Regions from separate parts of the Mus musculus genome. Here region 2 is linked to region 1. The links are chromatin contacts, called in public Hi-C maps. All regions are on one chromosome and are shown on one strand. The core of a region is the stretch at or near the end of the contact, and the rest is flanking DNA. Distances in the headings are between cores, read along the strand shown. Region 1 has its middle 84 kb from the start of Gm40653. Region 2 holds the start of Tasor2 (transcription activation suppressor family member 2).

The links. Hi-C and Micro-C count contacts between places; a contact is called where the count stands out from the background.
Region 2: a Hi-C map of uterus shows a contact between it and region 1, with 6 times the contacts expected there. The contact joins the promoter of Tasor2 here to the enhancer-like site in region 1. A contact is called at or near these places in 4 of 484 Hi-C or Micro-C datasets (embryonic stem cells and uterus).

The regions. Positions count from the first base shown.
Region 1 is chr13:3,358,103-3,363,755 of GRCm38.p6, forward strand. It overlaps the pseudogene Gm16505. Among named protein-coding and RNA genes, the nearest start is that of Gm40653, 84 kb to the left of the region's middle. Within about 2 kb of position 2,664, at least 48 of the 459 cell types and tissues checked have an H3K27ac peak or open chromatin away from gene starts, as enhancers often do. A contact at or near this core is called in uterus, where this site is marked.
Region 2 is chr13:3,608,354-3,614,006 of GRCm38.p6, forward strand. It overlaps Tasor2 (transcription activation suppressor family member 2), which reads right to left and starts at 2,755. Exons shown (of 20, transcript NM_134063.3): 1 at 2,437-2,755. It also overlaps the pseudogene Gm20277.

The DNA.
Region 1 (5,653 bases), core at 1,414-3,913:
CCCGACGCCACATCCCACTGGATCCCTTTCACGCCACTTATTTTCAGTCGCGAGATTCCCCCATTAGAGTGGTTGCTGTGAGAACCAGAAATTTTCATTTAACTTTCCCCCGCCCTCCCGGCCCCCAGTTCGGAGCAGATCGCTGGGGAGCACAGCCAGGGCCGGGCCAGGCCTCGCTCGATTGCTCCAGAAGGCTTTAATTTGCACACTCACCTCCGGATGGTTCTCGGGCCCGGAGGCTCTCAGATCCACGCCCCGCCGTCCTCCACTCCGGCCCCCAAGCCGGGGCCAGAGCCCCGAGGCTCCCGAGCCTCTCCAGCTGCCCCGCGGGCGGCGCCCTCCGCCGTCCCTCTGCCCCTGTGCCCACCCCCTGCCCGCAGAGCGCCGCTCGCCTGGGCCGCAGTAGTCAGTTACCTGCTCCGCGGGGCGAACGTGTGCGGGGACAGACAGACACTCCAGCTCCGCAGAAGGCCGGTGCCCCTGGCCACGGACTCGCGTGCGTCGGCTGAGGCGCGGGGGTCCCCGGCGAGGTTCGGGTTGGGCGAGACTAACGGGCTGTAGGGGGCTGTGTGGCCCCTCGGAATTCTCTTGGGTTAACGTTGAGGCTGGGTAGGTTTGGGGGCCAACTGGGGGGAGCTAGAGGTCTCGAGAGGAACCTCCCACAACGGGGTCACCCCGACACCAGGGTCCTATGCCAGCTCGAACATTTCGTGCGTAAAATTTGAACCTGCGCCTTCTGGGTGGGATTCCGTGCTGGAGAATGTTTCCGCGCCCGCACGTTTATTTCCCCTGTGCAAGTTCCCTCTGTAGCCTCCGGAGGGGTGTGGGTATGGGCCCCATCTTCCCAACTAAGTAGTAAAACGTTCGCCCAGGCTTCCTGCTGGCGACCCCTCGGGCGCGTTATGCACAGACTAGTGCACACAGCCCACCCGGGTTGAAGCCCCGCAAGCGTGCACTCGTGCTTCACCCCCCAAGTTTACTTTTCTTATTTAAAGCTTTGCAGTTCAAATGCACACCCTGGGCAGGAGCAGCCCGGGGCTCGGCGGCTCACTGGTCCTGTGCACGTGGGCGTTATCTGAGCGGGCGAATCTGCGTTTGCACAGCCTCCCCTCGAGCTGGTGGCGACCCCTGCAGCGTTTGGCAAGGCTTCGGGAGAGGCTCAAGAAGGATTTCATTGAGTGTGAAGACAGAGAGCAGAGACAGAAAGCAGGAGGCCGCTGCAGCCTTTATAGTCGCGGAGGAAAGCGGAAAGGTTGAAGCACTATGTCAAACTTTTTTGAAATGGGGTCAAGTCACATTCAGCCAGCGTGGGAAAACAACAACAACAACAACAACAACAACAAAAGAGGGGGAGGGGAGGGGGCTAGGCACCGCCGCTCCGTCTGGGAAATGTAGGCCAGCGGGGGTAGGACGGCTGCCCCCTCCGGGAGCCTGGGCTGGACACCGGCAGAAGGGGAGGACGGGCGCCAAGGCCCTTGCTCCCGCTACCTGTGTGGCCCTCGACCCCCGACCGAGGGCTGGAGGGTCCTTTCCGCAGCTTTTTAGGAAAGCTCTCAAAGGAGCCGGGAGTGGCCCTGCCTTGGCCTGGTGGTGCTATGCTCGCACCCAGTGGGGGTCGCGCCATTTGTTCTTTAATTCCAGGCAGAAGAGCGAGCGGGGAAGGAGGGGTGCGGGGCAGGTAAACGCATGGCGACCGTTCCGGACACGCGGCTGTGGTGGAACAAGGTCCAGCCCAGACTAAGGCCGCCGTGGGACAGGAAGGCTGGCTCGGTCATCCTTAAACAACAGAACTGGGAGGGGGCGCCCGACCGCGCGTGGGACCTAGCCACCAGCCTTTGGAGAACAGAGCGACTGTCTTGGCTACCAACATTCAGCCGCCCAGGATTCCGGGCGGGAGTTCGGAAGTCGCGACACAAGGGAGACCTAACCCTTCTCACACCCGGGAGACCTACGTTTACTGCCCCCCACCCCCACCGTCGTAAGGGCGGTTGCTTTTGCACGGGTTGAAAACTTAAGGACCAGTCCCGGTTAGCTAGCAAAGTCCCGAAGTTACTTTTTCAGGACAGAACGAGAGAAAGTGTGACGGACCTGCCTTTTCTACATCCTTGGGATCTTTGGGGGGTGGGGAGAAGGGGCCACGACACTTCTCCCCTTCCAGGGTCCCTCGCTCTCCCACCTCTAGTAGCCCCAGCCCTCCCCTACCAGATGGTCTGTCCTCCCTGAGTTTTTACCCGGGAGGTCCTCCGAGTCAGAGGCAGAATTTCGTCTCCCACTAAGCTTGCCTTACCCCAAAGACCATTTGTGAGAGCGAGTCCCTTTCAAATATCTCCCTGTAGAAAAACTGAAAGTAGAAAGAAAGGAAGCAATCTCCGAGCAGATGTCTGACCACCCCTACTCGCATACACGCAGCATCGGGTTACAAGGTCCTAGGAACCCCAACCCCGTTCTGCGACCCCACACGGGTGAACCCCCGGTGCTTTCATGCCAGCTTCCGAACTCCCCCAGGTCGCCCCGTACCCAGCACGACCAGGCCCCCGGAGTCAGGGAGGGCAGCGGAGAATAACGAAATAGGTATAAATATTAAGCCGTGACATTGACACGCCCGGCGCCTCCCCTCCCCCGCGCTCTGGACACACTCTGGGCTGCTCGGCACGCCCCCTCTCGTCCCGCTGCGTCCCGCGCAGCGCTCATCCCCAGGGGACCCAGCAACCTCTTCCTAGCGAAGACCGGTTTCTATCCGAGAAACCCGGCCGGATTAGGCAGCCAGGGCGAGTAGAGGGGGGGAGGAGGGGAGCTGGTGAAACCGGGTGGAAGTCTCCCGGGCAGTCACACTTTCTCCTTGTCCTCCGGTCTCCTCCTCCTAGGTGCAGAGATTGTGGGCAGACAGCGTAATCTCTGCTGAGGGGGAAGAGCGGAGTTTCGCGGCGGCTGCGCCCGGCTTGCGCCCGCGGGCGAAGAGGTCGGTCCGTCTAGCCCGGGTGTCCCCGAGGCGTGTAAGGCAGCGAGTGCGCACCCCGGTTCCACTGTGCCGCGTCGGCAGCCTGAAGCCAGCATGGAGAAGGACAGCCTGAGTCGCGCCGATCAGCAGTATGAGTGCGTGGCGGAGATCGGCGAAGGCGCCTACGGGAAGGTGTTCAAGGCCCACGACCTGAAGAACGGCGGCCGCTTCTTGGCTCTGAAGCGCGAGCACTCGCAGACCAGTGAGGAGGGCATGCCGCTCTCCACCATCCACGAGGTGGCGGTGCTGAGGCACCTGGAGACCTTCGAGCAACCCAACGTGGTCAGGTGAGCCAAGATCCCTGGCTATGGGGTCCGGGAAGGTGCTGGGCAAGGGGCGGCTGGTGGCCCAACTAAAGTTAAGAGTTGAGTTTCCCCAGATAAAACCGGTGACCCTGCTAGACAGGGCAGAAAAAGAGACCTGCGGTGGCTTCCCAGCAGCCAAGCTATTCTGAAGAGCTTTCGCTTTGCGTGCCCCAAAGGGAGGTCCAGGGGCGTTGGGTGTCTTTTAGGGACAAAACCAGACAACCCCAGAAACGTCCCTCCAGCCCTTACTTAACTTTTCCCGTCCGTGGGGGGATTTTTGAGAGACAGAGTGAGATAGTTATCCAGCTTGCAGATAATTAGAAGGAAACTTTAAGGGTGGAGCATAATGTAAATAAAGTTTAAGAAAATGCAGAAATGTTCAAGAATGTGTTTGCCAATCACACCCACAGTGGTGACATTTTTCTTTTTTTATAGTTGTAGAATGACTTCTGATAGTCTTAGAAGTTCAGAAGTTCAGACTCTGACGCCTAGTGTTAAACATTGTTTGAAAAATGTCTTTCAAGGCTGGGTACTGGGAACACTGAACCAGGAAGATCCAGAGTTCAAGACCCTCCTGAGCTACAAAAGACCCTGTCTGAGAAAAGAAAGGGAGGGAGAGTGGGTGGTAGGGTGGAGGGCGATTGCTTCTCAAAAGGTTTTCTGATTGTATCATTTAGTATCTGTGGACTGGTATGATCTGACTTAGAATGCCTCTCTCAAAGGTTAGATGTGAGTCTGTGCTTCAGATTCTAAAGCCTCTGTTTTCCCTGGAAGAGTTGTGCAGGTGGGGGGGGTGGGGGGGGGAGGTATTCCTAACCCACTCTCCTGTGACTGAAGATAATGGTGTTTTCTTGAAGATGCTGGGATTTCCCCATAGTGCCTTTTATCATTCTCTTTTTTAAACAGATGCATAGCTGGAAGTTAAAAGGGAATGCACAGACTTTTCTACAAATTAGATGATGAGAACATTCTCAGTTCTTCTTTTTAGTGGGATGATCTTGGCGTCTTCATCCTGTCTTCTCATTCCTATAGGGATTCCTTACAACAAATATGTGCCTACTGTATGCCCTGGAGATAGAATTATGTAAATAAGCACAGCTAAATATTTTTGTAGAAAGTCAAACAATGTAACATTAGTCATCAAAAAGGAGAGACCCGAGACTGACCTTTGGACTCAGAGTCTACAGAATCTTCCTGGGGGGTGGTGGTTGTTAAAGGGCTTTTAACTCCTCTACTAGTCTGGGTGTTCGTTTTGTTTTTTGTTTTTTCTGTTTGTTTGTTGTTTGTTTGTCTTTTGGGGTTTTGTTTTTGTTTTTTGTTTGTTTGTTTGTTTGTTGCTAGCACTTTGTTCCCAATATAGTCAGACCTTTTTTTTTTTTTTTTTTTTTTTTTAGTTTTTCGAGACACGGTTTCTCTGTATAGTCCTGGCTGTCCTGGAACTCACTTTGTAGACCAAGCTGGCCTAGAACTCAGAAATCCTCCTGCCTCTGCCTACTGAGGCTGGGATTGAAGGCGTGCGCCACCACACCCGGCTCCAATTTAGTCAGACTTATAAGTACATTTTTACTTTTTTTACTACATTTTAATTTTAATTACTACATAAATAAGAAAAAAGCCAATGTAAATAAAGGCTGCCATTGTGCCTATGCATTAGTTGGGTGGCAGGGGTACATGGGGTGCAACAGCGAAAGACAATGAGATGAGGGAGAATGAGTCGTCTAGAAAGTCAGGTTTTACTAAAAGTGGATTACCATCTGTGTGTCTGTCTGTCTGTCTGTGTCTTGCACTTCAGAGAGGTCTGTGATCCTGAAAGGTGCCTGCTGGCTCCAAGTCACTACCCTAGAGGATCACTACAGCTGTAGCAAAGGATGAATTTGAAAGATCCTGACAGAATGTAAAAGGACAAAGAAGCCCTGAAATTGGCAAGACAGATGTCAGTGTTAGCAGAACTAGCTTCACTGATTTAGAAAAATAGAGGTGCACAATGCTCTGGCCACTCCTTGAACCTGTGTGTCTGCCAATGTTTTGACCGTTCCTTGACCCATGTTTGTGCCCACTGATGAAGCCCATTGCCAGGTGTTTGTGATATTGGTTGCTGAAAAAGAGTCAGAAAATCTCCCCAGCAACCACAGCCCAGCCAATCCTGAGTTGCTACACCTGCACCAGACTCTTTCCTTGTACCCCTCCCATACCCATTTCTTGAGACTAGACATTGTTTAGATCTGGAAATCCCTTCTCTCCCCCTTCTCCTTTCCCCCCTGAGGGCCTATAAAAACTGGGACCTCTTTCCCGTCGAGGTCGACTCCTCTACCCCTGCATGGGATATGAGTCATCCCCAGAGCTCTGGCTT
Region 2 (5,653 bases), core at 1,505-4,004, 250 kb after region 1:
AATTTGGAACATAAAACAAAATATGATTATAAAGTATGACTTCTCTAAGTTCAAAACAGGTGAAAATATGTTAGTTAATGAAATAAAGACCATGGTGAAAGTTCAAGGAATACTTTCCTTCTAGAAAAGACACACACAATCTTATTTCTAGGTACCTGTAATGTTCTATTTAAAAAGGTGCAGAAATAGCCTGCTTGCTTTTGTAAACACATTTTCACACATAGTAAAAATATATTCTTAGAAGGAAAAAATAAAAACAATGCCTTTTCTTAAATGAATCTATAAATGTAATGAATAAGCTATACAATGCAAAAACAATTATCCCAATGTGGTTTTCCTATAGAGATTGAGATGCTTCATCTGGAAGAAACAAAGAAGGATCCTGAGCTTTCCCTGGTCCTCCCCCAAAAGAAAGTACTAATATATATCATAAAGCTACCATAGCTAGCAGGGCATGGTGGTGCACACCTTTAATCCCAGCACTCGGGAGGCAGAGGCAGGTGGATTTCTGAGTTCGAGGCCAGCCTGGTCTACAAAGTGAGTTCCAGGACAGCCAGGGCTATACAGAGAAACCCTGTCTCGAAAACCAAAAACAAAATTTAAAAAAAGCTACCATAGCTAAAACAGTATGGTAACTGTTAAATAGGGCAAAGCAGAGAGTATTCTGACCCAATTTCATAAACAAGGGATATCGGACTGCCCAAATGTTTGACTTTCTTATTCACTAGGAAAGATTAAAAGTTAAAATGAGGGGCTGGGGAGATGGCTCAGCGGTTAAGAGCACCGACTGCTCTTTCGAAGGTCCTGAGTTCAAATCCCAGCAACCACATGGTGGCTCACAACCATCTGTAATGGAATCTGATGCCCTCTTCTGGTCTGAAGACAGCTACAGTGTACTCACATACATAAAATAAATAATTCAAAAAAAAAAAAGTTTAAAAAATTTCCCCCTATTATTGGATGGGTTAAGATGTTTAGAAAACAGTGCTACCATCCAGTAGCAGAGTAATAAAAACCATACCTAAGGGGAATGAACATTAAAAAAATAAAATCATCCCAAGGCATTTAACAGTGTGTCTAGAATTATCATAAGAATTTAATTCTACAGTTATCATCACCTAAACCCTGCTTACAATAGCTGCAGGGGAAAAACACAGCTCTGTAAAGAAGAAAATCTTAAAAATGTCCACTGACAAGACACAAAGGATAAACATATCCAATAATATTTGTGCTAATCAGATATGCTACAGGTAACAAGTAGTATCAGGCAAGTTTCCTGGCAGTTTTCAAATTTCAATTTACTTAAATGTTTGAACCAGAGAGATGCCATTTATCTTTCTTATTTAAAAAAAAAAAAGTAGGAAACAAATTGGCAACACACTCAAACATCATCTTCTTTAAAACTAATTATTGACAAATATTCGTGTTTTTTTTTTTTCTAACTTGGGCTCGCTAGGTATTGATATACACTGGTAACACTGGAGCTACCCTTTACCAAACAATTTCCCAATACGGGAGGTATTCGCTTACACTATCAGGTATATGTGCTTTGTCCTAAACCTCTTCGGTAGGATTTCCAACAATCTCAGATTCTATACTATGACATATTCACCCCGCCTTCCTTTTGCTCTTCTAAGGGGAAACACTGTTGAGTCCTCAGGTTGTTTATTATAGAGATTTAGGAAAGACTTTCATTCGCTTCCCAGTTCTAAGTTTCCCTTCAGAAAGAATACAGGGGGGAGGAGCTTAACAAGAGGCGCGTCAAACTGGTAAACGGAGATTAAGGGAGACTCGAGATCTTCCGAAATAGCTCCAGTTTTGAAAGTTAAGCCACGGTTTCCTACCAAGTGCCGGTTGGTGCTCCCCTCTAACCAACCTCGGGGCCAGCGTACTGGCAGATCCCTTCACCGCTGCTGCAGCCGTCGGCTGCTGTCTTCCATATGGGCAGGCCCACTTATACGTAATAAAGAAGTTAAACCATGCCGTGCGTTGCCATAGATTCTACAGAACCCCGAACTCCGACCTGAGGGTTTCCCCAAAACCCCTCAGGGGGATGAGCTAGGCCAACCCCAGGCAAGGGAAAACTTCAGTGCAGAAGGATCCCATCCATCCCTTGGGGGGATGGAGCTGCTCTGTGACCGGTGTCACAAAACAAACCGCGCCGGGCTTTCCGCCTCGGAACGCAGACACCCATCCGGACGACCGCCACGGGCTCGGTGGAAACCCCGTCTAACCTTAGCTTCTGCAAGGCGGAGCTGAGCGGAGGAGCGGGGGTTGGGAGGGTCCCGCATCCCGGGCGACCGAGGCGTCTGCCCAGTGGCCCCCCGCGCCGCCCTGCCCGCCCACCAGTACGCGCCCCGCGAGCCAGCCACGCTCTTGCTTCCCCACGGGGGTCCTCGCCCCGGACGCCCCAACACCTGAGGGAAGGAGCGTTACCTGTCGCCGGCGCGGCCGCCTTCCCTGAAGAGACGAGCTCACCACTCGGTGTCCTCCTCATGCTTTTCCAGCCCGTCCCTTTCTCCTCCTGACCCCTCGCTCCGCCGCGTCTCCCGACCTCGCCTCACGAGCCCGGGTGTCCCGGGCGCGCGCTAGCCCCGGTCCCCTCACTCAGCCTCACAAGCGAGAAGCCGCTTCCGAAACAAGCCAGGCGCGGGGAAGGCGTCCGCTCTCCAGCCCCCGGGGAACCAGCGACCGGAAGTGAAACCTCGTGCGCACGGAGAAAGAGAGCAGGCTCCGAAGACAGAAAGTGAAAACTAAAGCGCCGTGCTCGCCTCGCCAAGGCCAATCACAAGGAGCACAGCGACGCGCAGGCGCGACCGCCGCCAGCATCCACGTTGCTCCTGCTTTTCCAGTAGGCGCAGGCGCAGGGGGGGGAGGGCAAAGCTAGCTCCGGATTGGACGACCCAGCCTTCCTTGGCTTCTCGCGAGATGTAGGCGGCGGGATCTAGAAGGCGTGCACAGGAAATGAGGCTCCTCAGTCGGAACCTCTTCTAGTGTATTGTGGGTTACTCATGGCCGCTTTTCTGGCTTTTTCTGTACCAGGTGCTGTAATGGGACAGGGCAAGATAGTACAGAGACGCTTCCATCTTGTCTCCTTGCTGAGGCCATTTTAGGTTTAACTAAAAATGATTTTCTTGATGAAAAATTACCCAGATGTTCTTGACTGGAAGCGAAGATGTCACAGCTAACTTACTTTCTGTCAAACTGCTTGCTGGTCTACACCTCCTCCTGCAGCTCCTGAGTGCGATCCAGGATGTAGTTTTGCCTTTAAAAGCCCCTTGGTGTAAGGAAGGTGTAAATGCTCAGGGCTACACTTCGTCCGAAAACCTGAGTATAGTCCTAGCTGGCAGGAGTAAAGACAGTTAACTAGCTATAAACTGAAGGTCATCTTCAGTGACTCTGGTGATGCTGGTTGATCTAACCCAAGTGCCACATCTCACTGCTGTTTGATTTTGCGGAATGTTAAATCCATACAAAACTTAAGTTCATTGTGGGAGTTCTCCAGACGAACTTGAAATTTATTATTTATATGAGTGTTGAGGTGACTATAAGTAACAATTCAAGTCTATCCTTTCTATAGATAAGAACCGCTGAGAGAAATTAAGCAGTACCAAGGACCTTGTGCCACGGTTGAAATTTTGTTACGATGAGATTTAGTCATTCAGTGGGCGAGTATACTTGTGGCTAGTTCCATATTAAAAACTGGGATTGGAGAGATGGCTCAGCAGTTAAAAGCACCGACTGTTCTTCTGAAGGTCCTGAGTTCAAACCCAGCAACCACATGGTGGCTCACAACCATCTGTAATGAGATCTGATGTCCTCTTCTGGTGCATCTGAAGACAGCTACAGTGTACTTAAAACATATAATAATAATAATAATAATAAGGGCTAGAGAGATGGCTCAGTGGTTAAGAGCACGACTGCTCTTCCGAAGGTCATAAGTTCAAATCCCAGCAACCACATGATGACAACCATCTGTAATGAGATCTGATGCCCTCTTTTGGGGTGTCTGAAGATAGCTACAGTGTACTTACATATAATAAATAAATCTTTTAAAAAATAATAATAGGGGTGGGTATGGGGGACTTTTGGGATATCATTGAAAATGTAAACAAGGAAAATACCTAATAAGAAAATAAATTAAAAAAAATAATAATTAACTAAAAATTATGGTCACCAGCAAGGTAAAGACAGACGCTACTCATATCTGAGTTCATTGTAAAGGTGAATTAAATTATAAGCTACCACAGTTATTTCAGGTAATAACATGGTGCGAAAATGAATGAAATGCTAGTAAATGAAGTTGGAGGTGGAAGACAAAAGGAAAAACACAAAACAGAAGGAAAACACCAAAGATTTAACAAAAAAATGGGATGTTTAAAAAGTCAAAATCCAAAGATGAAAGTGAACCTTGGAGGTGGAGCTTTATGAGCAGAATGGAAAACAAGTGGAAAGCACCCCATCTGTGAAAATGTGTTCAAGATTTCAGTAAGAACTGGCACAGGACTGTGGTTTCCTCGGCCGAGGAGGTGGTCGCAGTGGGCTCCCTACCTGTCTCTGCTACCGCGTGGCAGAAGCACTTTCCCTCAGGGCACCAATGAAAGCCTGAAGAAAAAATAATTGCTTCCTTTAAAGCCATGGCATATCAGTTGTACAGAAATACAACTTTGAGGAACAGTCTTCAAGAGAGCCTTGATGAGCTCATACAGTCTCAACATATCACCCCCCAGCTTGCCCTTCAAGTTCTACTTCAGTTTGATAAAGCTATAAATTCAGCATTGGCTCAGAGAGTCAGGAACAGAGTCAATTTTAGGGGCTCTCTAAATACATATAGAGATTCTGCCATAATGTTTGGACTTTTGTATTGAATGGTGTTGAATTCAGAGAGGTGACAGAACTTATTAAACTGGATAAAGTGAAAATTGTAACCTCTGATGGTAAAAATACTGGCTCCGATACTACCGAATGAGTAGAGAAATGTGGCTTTTTTATGCCACCTTCTGTTATTTTCATCGCTTTTTGAAGAGAAACATAGAAGAGTCTTTTTATTTATTCTCACGATACAGAAATGACAACACTGTGCTATATATACTACCCAAGAATCCCACAGAGAGAAGCATGTGACTCTGTTCTCTTAAATGACCTTTAGTACACAGCATAAAGAAATGTAACTTTTTTTAATGACAAATCAAAAGTGGTTGCCTTCATAAGAGTATTCTTCAAAGCTGGGCATGGTGGCGCAAGCCTTTAATCCCAGCACTCGGGAGGCCGAGGCAGGCGGATTTCTGAGTTCGAGACCAGCCTGGTCTATAAAGTGAGTGCCAGGACAGCCAGGGCTACACAGAGAAACCCTGTCTCGAAAAACCAAAAAAGAAAAAAAAAAAAAAAAAAGTATTCTTCAATAAACTCGTTTTAAAACTTAAAGAAAAAAAACTTCAATAAGAGTGCTCTGAAAGTGAAAAAAAGCAAAGAATATTCATAGTATCCAAGAGCTAAGAAGAGTCAGCAAAGTGCCTATCAGACAAGCATAAGGACCTGTGTTCTATCCCCATAACTAATGTAAGGTGGAAAGGTGGCCCAGTCTATAATGCCAGCACTGAGGAAGAGGGAGCAAACAATCCCTGTCTAGTCTACTTGTGAATCTAAGGCCAAT